Regions from separate parts of the Oryctolagus cuniculus genome. Here region 2 is linked to region 1. The links are chromatin contacts, called in public Micro-C maps. All regions are on one chromosome and are shown on one strand. The core of a region is the stretch at or near the end of the contact, and the rest is flanking DNA. Distances in the headings are between cores, read along the strand shown. Region 1 holds the start of LOC103348424. Region 2 overlaps LOC100340719 (guanine nucleotide-binding protein G(q) subunit alpha).

Region 1 (3,628 bases), core at 53-2,552:
GCGCGCACGGGCGTGTGTGTGCGCGCGCGCGCGTACCCGCGCGGGTGCGGGTGGAGGCCGGGGGCGCGCCCGGGGAGGGTAGGGGCGAGCCCGGGGGCTGGGGGCGGCTGCCCGGAGGGGCCGGAGGCGGGGGCTGGGGGCGCGCAGAGGCCCGGGGGAGGGCCCGCACGGCCGGCCCGGGCCGTACTCACCCAGTAGCAGCAGTTTGAGCTCCCGGCGGGCGTCCCGCTTGTCCCTGCGGAGCTGCCGCTCGATCTCGTCGTTGATCCGCCGGGCTTCCTTGGCCTCCTCGCTCAGGCAGCACGCCATGATGGACTCCAGAGTCATTCTTCCAAAGTGCCTCCGCTGCAGCCCCGCCGGCACCCCCTGCTCACACGCGCGCACACACACACCCTCCCGCCCTCGCTCCCCCGAGGCAGCGGTGGCCGCTGAGCCCCCGCCGCCTGGGCGCGCGTCCGGGATGAGATCGCGGAACCGCCGCGGGGGCGACGGCCAGGGCCGGGGCCACCAGGTGGGCCGGGGTCTAGGCGGGCGCAGGAGGCCTTCGCCGCCCGGCGGAGCGAGGCGGGCGCGGGAGGCGGCCGCGGGCGCTGGCTCGGGGGGCGCGCAAGGGAAGGCCGCCGCGCCCGGCCTCGCTCAGACGCCCGCGCCTCCTTCCCCGGGAACGGGCAGCCCGCCTCGCCCCCCGCGCCGCCGCCGAGGCTCCCCTACGGTTTGCGCCCGGCGGCGAGAGCACATCCACCGGGGCGCCCCCCTAGCGAGCGGCCGCCGACCGCTCCCCGCACCCGGCGCGCCCGCTCCTCGCCGCCGCCTGACACGGCTCCCGGGCGCCCGCGGCCCTGCCCGCGCCCACCGCCCGGCTAAGCGCGCAAACCCCGCTCGCCGGCCCGGCCCGCCGCGCGCTCCTCCGCCTCCGCCTCCGCCTCCGCCTCCGCCAAACGCCCACCCCCGGCCCCGATTGCCAGGCGCGGAGCGGCTGCTCAGTGATCGCCCTCCCCCTCGCCACACACACACATTTTCTTCTTTCTCTGAACTGGAGCACAGATCCGGGAGGGAGGCGGCGGCGGCGGCGGCAGCGGCGGCGGCGGGAGGAGGCGGAGGAGGAGGAGGGGCAGGAGGCGGAGGCGGAGGGACGGGCGCGGGAGGCGGAGCCGCCCGGCCCCTCTTGGAAGGCTCTCCCTGGGCTCGCAGCCGCGCGCCGCGCCGCCCAGTGCGGCTCTCGCCTCGCTCGCGCAGCTCCCTGACTGGGCCGGCCCCCTCAGGCTCCGCGGGCGCCGCCCTCTCCCGCGCCCTCCGTGGAGGCCGGCGGGCTCCGGCGGACGCAGCCGCCCTCGGCTAGGGGCAGGGCCCGCTGACAGCCGCTCGGGTTGAGCGGGCGGCTGCGACCGCGGGCCGGAACCCCGGCAACCTGCGGCCGCCCGGGCGTGGTGGAGCGGGAATATGGCGGCCTCCGCCTGCCTCTCAGCCCACCAGCCCCGGAGCGCCGCCTCGGCCCCGCCTGGAAGCCGCGGGAGTCGGCCCCGAGCCCATGCACCGGCTGGCGCCGGAGACCCCCTGCCCGGCTCCCCGCTGGCAGCGCCGGAGACCCCCTGCCCGGCTCCGCGAGGCCGCTGTGCGGTGGCCTCTGTCTTTTCCCGAGGTTATTCCTCAAACGCCATTCGGTTAGAAGCTGCCTCTCGTCACTACTGACCCCAGTTGAATCTTAGAAAATACGATTCTCTCCGGGTGGGCTGTGGCCGGAGAGGAGTGGTCACTGCCTCCCCGAGGGGTAGGGGGCGAGGACCCTGCAATTCACTTGAGATAGAAATCTGAGCAGAAAAATGAAGCTGCCCAAGTTGCCGGGAGCTTCCTGGCAGGCTCCAACTTTTCATGCTGTTGAGGTGATTTTGGTTTTGGTTTTCTGTTGTTCTTGTTTCCGTTTTACAGATGCTCCTCGTTTTTGAAAAGGCACGCGATGTTTTCACAGCCAAGTCACCGAATGTACCCTGCTCCACCGAGATGGAACTTATGGGTGGCTTCTGGGAGCATGTAAATCCGTGCGGGATGAAAGAAAAGAATAAAAAATTTTAAATGGGAAAATCAAGATTTGTTTCTAGGTTTTTTTTTTTCTTATTTTTCCTTTTCCACTTCCGGTTAAGTTTATGTAAAAGTGTTGCGTATGTGTTTCGTGGTGATCTTCCCGATAAGTAACAACAAGAAGTTTGCTCCTTCAGGCTTGATTTGGCCTGAAAGCTGCAAAAAGCCAAGCTCTTCCGCCTCCAGCCTTGATGGAAACCGAGGTCTTCAGGGTAAATGGTGTTTTCTGAAGAGAATCGCTGTTCCACGTTTGCTGGGAGATGCTCCTGGTGCCACGGCTGTGCTACTGCTGCAGGCCAGGAATGCACCCTGGGTTCATGGACACCAGGTGTGCGACTTCCTTCCTTCATTTATCATTTCCTCCAGCCCTTCACACACACTCCAAGCCAGCACTTAGATTAAGCAAGCCATCAAAACATAAAATCTATATTTTTTAAAAGGATTTTTGGCCAAGGAAAATGATTGAGTTTCACCTTGGCCAGGAGAGTAGAATGAGCAAATTTATACGAATGACTACAAAGAACCACTACACTTGCTATGGAATGAAAATTTAAATATCAGTGACAAAAGAAATGAAAAGAATGGCATTCAATATGCAGTGATGTAAAATGGCTTCACGGGAAAACCTGATATGGTTGTATCCTGTAATACATGGATATATGTGAGTAGGAGAAATACAAAACACTGGAAACCAAATAGCTCTCTTGAGCTTCAAATTGGGTTTCCTAGCCTAGTGTCCTCTGAGACTTGAAAATGTCTTTCAAAGTGTGCCAGAAAACTATCAGAAGACTATCAGTACATTTGACCTATTGCTTGATGAAAGAAATTAAACTGCTTCAACAGATCTCAGATATAAACTTTTGTCATCCCCTATTCTCAGCATCAGAGACATACCCTGGCTGGCTGTTACTAGATATATGAATTGTCATGACAAGTATTAGGAACAAATCAAGAAGTGAGGAAAACCAAAACTCTAGTGATAAAACAATGTCTAGGTGTCAAGAAGGAAGCAGGAAAAGAAAGTCCTAATCTGAATGCAGATGAATCCAAAAATTCTTTGATATTATCTGGAAAGCATGTGCCTAGCAAATATTCCTACAACCAAAATCAAACAATCCATGCAGAAATTACTGATGTTGACTCTGTCCTAGAAGCGTTAGGGAACTAAACATGGATCCTATTACAAAATTCCAGGTTTTTAATCAACAAGCATTTACTCATTACCTACCCTGTATCAGTAACTAGTGGTGAAGGTCCAAGAAGACACGCCTACTAAGATAAGATATGGTCTTTACCCTCAGTAGGCTTAATAGTCTAAAGGAATAATGAGCCTCTGAACAGCCAAAATGAAACACAAAGTGAAGTCAGGTTGTATTAAAGTTGTGATAGAAGTCACAATGTAAAGAAAGAAAAAGGAAGGAATAATTCCTTCTGTCCTCCCAGGAAAGGGGACGTTTGTACTTTAAAGAACAAGTAGATTTTCCAGAAATACATATCACATAAAAGCAAATTAGCAATAGACAATAGACCATTTTGAAAATTCAGGGCAGTT
Region 2 (3,650 bases), core at 565-3,064, 52 kb before region 1:
AGACCAAAAGCAAACATCCTACAATCAAGTCAATCTCCAGGAGCTCTCCTGGTCCCCTACCAAGCCTCTCTCCCTTGACCATCCACCTGGAGGCGCAGTGAACACAACTACACACGTGTCCCAAGGTCAAAACAAAATCAAGTGCCTTCTTGAAAAACAACTGCTACAGCCATTGTTCAGCCCACAGGCATTTAGAGCATTCATACAGAAGTCAAAATTTCCCCTTTCAGGAAGTTCCTGGGAGGAAGTCAGTGCCCTGAAGCTCAGCCACTCCTCAGACCAGAGAAAACAAAGGCGAAGGCGGGCTTCCCTTCTCCAGGATGTCCCTACATCCCACTGTAGGAAGCAAGGTCCTGGGCAGGCAGAAGCCTTAGCCAGGAGGTAGGACCACCAGCTTCCAGCACAGGGTCGTGTAGGAGGAGCCCTTTCACTTTGCCATGTTTGAGGAAGAGTCTTGTTTATTTTGTTTTCCTTACAATTTCTGGCATCTAAAGACTTTTGAAACATTTGATCAGGACCTAGTCAGGGATCCAGTGGTTGAATACATCAATGAGACTGTGGGTGCCGGCTGTCAGCACACCCCAACTTACCAATGTCCTGATTCTTTGGAAATAAGAACCCTCCACCCCTGGCAACACAATAGCAATAGCAGGAAGTAATACACAATACAAGTGGAAAATTATTCCTGACACTGTAGTAATTCTCCAATGCTGAAATTCTTTTTTTTTTTTTTTAATTATTTTAAAAGTACCGCTTTGGGGGGCCGGTGCTGAGGCGCAGTGGGTTAAAGCCCTTGCCTGCAGTGCCGGCATCCCATATGGGCACTGGTTCATGTTGCGGCTGCTCCACTTCTGATCCAGCTCTCTGCTATGGTCTGGGAAAGCAGTAGAAGATGGTCTAAGTTCTTGGGCCCTGCACCCATGTGGGAGACCAAGAAGCAGCTCCTGGCTCCTGGTTTCGGATCAGCCTCAGCTCAGGCCAATGAGGCCATTTGGGGAGTGAACTAGCAAATGAAGGATCTCTCTCTCTGGCTCTACTTCTCTAACTCTTTCAAATAAATGAAATAAATCTTAAAAAAAAAAAAAAAAAAAAAAAAGAAAGAAAGAAAGTACTGCTTTGGGGCCTGCACTGTGGCAGAGTAGGCTAAACCTTCATCTGCAGCACCAGGATCCCACATGGCTGCCAGGGATCTAGTCCTAGCTGCTCCTCTTTCAATCCAGCTCTCTGATGTGGTCTGGGAAGGCAGTAGCAGATGACCCAAGTGCTTGGGCCTCTGCACATGCATGAGAGACCCAGAAGAAGCTCCTGGCTCCTGGCTTCGGATGGGCCCGGACCAACCATTGCAGTCATTTAGAGAATGAACAAGCAGGTGGGCAACCTTTCTCTGTCTCTCCCTCTCTCTGTCTGTAACTCTACCTCTCAAACAAATAAATAAAAATCTTTATTATTATTATATATATTTAGTGCTTCATGAACAAAACCTTGGTAATAAAGGTAAAGTGTCTCTGTGCCCATACTGCCCTCTTCTTGCTTCCATTATTGTTGCCTGTTCTAGCCTTCTGTGGTTATCAGCTGAACTGAGTAATAGGCTCTGTCTCTTCTTGATTTGTCAACCACAGACAGTTCTCTCTCCACTCCTTGCCTCCCCCGTATCTCACTCACTCACGCTGACTTCACCGCTAACTCGTCCCTGATTTTCGTGATTACGCGAGCTTTAGTTCTGCAGTTGGTTAGCTGTTTCTTGTTTCAGCAGCATTACACAGTGTTTCTTGACATCCTACCATCTAAGCAAAGGAAATTAGCATCCCCGCGTGTCCCTCTGCCACCTACTCCCTTCCTCCTGCCATCCAGCCAAGGACTTCTGTCTGCTTTCCCACTCTCTGCACATTGCCAGGTTTTTAAACCTTGGGGTACTGTTTTTTATTTTTTTTCCCTGAAGCTATAATTATACCTTCCTTGTCATGTGCGGGGATTAGCCAATAAACTGTTTAGCTACATCTACAACACTGTGATTATGTAAATATTACTTCCTGCCAAACCAACAGCAATGCTCAACTCCTGGAAAAAAGAATCCCCCATCATTAAACCAGGCAAATGGGTTCTTTTCTTATACTCCTTTAGATGCTCAAAATTATACCAAACTTTTTTTTCATCTTTAAAAAAATGTAAGTAACCAGTGTTGTGGCTTAGTGGATTAAGTTTTATATATATATAAATATATATATATATATATAGAGAGAGAGAGAGAGAGAGAGATCTTCCTTCCATTGGTTCACTCCCCAAATGGCCACTACGGCCCGAGCTACACCGATCTGAAGCCAGGAGCCAGGTGCTTCCTCCTGGTCTCCCACGCGGGTGCAGAGCCCAAGCATTTGGGCTATCCTCCACTGCCTTCCCGGGCCACAGCAGAAAGCTGGACTGGAAGAAGAGCAACCGGGACTAGAACCCAGCACCTATATGGGAAGCTGGCGCCGCAGGCGGAAGATTAACCAAGTGAGCCACGGCGCCGGCCCCCAACTTAAAATGATTTTTAGTCAAAAGGCTATTACTAAACTCCTACATGTTCACAAAAATAACTATTACTTGGAAGTGAGTGGCAAGGTGTTATATACACAACAATGTCCATGTTTATTTCACCATATTAGTATATATTATTCAGTAAGTGTTTTCTTTGTTTCACTGGCCTTTCCCAATTTCTCAATGAAGTTAATACTAAATCTGCCTTGTAATTCTACTCATGGCCAATATTCTGCCATGTAATAGTATTTCCCTTTATCAGTCAAGACAAAAGGAAAATGGTGGGTATTTAAAAGGCTCTTCCTTTTTAAATATCAGAATAAGAGAAGGAAGGAAGAAAGAAATTAAGGTCAGTCTTTAAGGGGCCAGAGCTGTGGCATAGCAGGTAAAGTCGCTGCCTGCAGATCCAGCATCCCATATAGGTGCTCCACTTCTCAGCTGCTCCACTTCCATAATCCAGCTCCCTGCTAATGCGCCTGAGAAAGCAGCAGGAGATGGCCAAGTGCGTAGGCCCCTGCACCCATGTGGGAGACCAGGAAGAAGCTCCTGGCTCCTGGCTTCAGAGCAGCCCAGTTTTGGTGCTTGCAGTTATTTGGGGAGTAAACCAACAGATGGAAGAGTGCCTCCCCCCTTTCTCTGTAACTCTGCCTTTCAAATAATTTTTTAAAAAAAATAATAGTGCTTTTATTTATGATGATGATACTTTGAACTACTTAGGAAATTTACTTCACTGATACCTTCAGATCAAGTGCAGGCAGGCAGGTGGCAGGTATGGCTGCAGTGCCCCATTGCAGGGCAGTGTGTGGCAGGTGTCAATGCAGAGGCATAAAAATAACACTTCCTGCGAATCAAGTCAATTCATAGTTAGTTGTCCACTTCCAGGCTGTAGTCTGCTTTGTACCCAACTAACAAAGTCCTAGAGGCTAGGGTGGATTTAAGTTACCTGGGGTTGGGCATTTGGCCTAGCAGTTAGGATGCCTCTGTCCTACAAGGCAGTGCCTGGGTCCAATTCCTAGCTCCTGCTCCCGATTCCAGCTTACTGGGAGACAGTGGTGATGGATCAAGTAGTTGGGTCTCGGAAACCCTTGTGGGAGACTTAAGTTGAGCTATCAGCTCCTGGCTTTGGCTTGGCC

Evidence for each region. A called contact is a pair of places that touch in the nucleus more often than the background predicts.
Region 2: a contact with region 1 is called in a Micro-C map of ear pinna, with 1.6 times the contacts expected there. The contact joins the enhancer-like site here to the promoter of LOC103348424 in region 1. A contact is called at or near these places in 2 of 6 Hi-C or Micro-C datasets (ear pinna and an unstated tissue).

The regions. Positions count from the first base shown.
Region 1 is chr1:152,215,128-152,218,755 of mOryCun1.1, reverse strand. It overlaps LOC103348424, which reads left to right and starts at 1,302. Exons shown (of 2, transcript XM_051858926.2): 1 at 1,302-1,661; 2 at 1,927-2,079. The coding sequence starts at 1,441. The coding sequence ends at 2,032. It overlaps LOC100340719 (guanine nucleotide-binding protein G(q) subunit alpha), which reads right to left and starts at 518. Exons shown (of 7, transcript XM_051858885.2): 1 at 192-518. The coding sequence starts at 327.
Region 2 is chr1:152,267,610-152,271,259 of mOryCun1.1, reverse strand. All of the region lies in intron 1 of LOC100340719 (guanine nucleotide-binding protein G(q) subunit alpha), which reads right to left. Among named protein-coding and RNA genes, the nearest start is that of CEP78, 230 kb to the right of the region's middle. Within about 2 kb of position 1,814, at least 1 of the 8 cell types and tissues checked has an H3K27ac peak or open chromatin away from gene starts, as enhancers often do.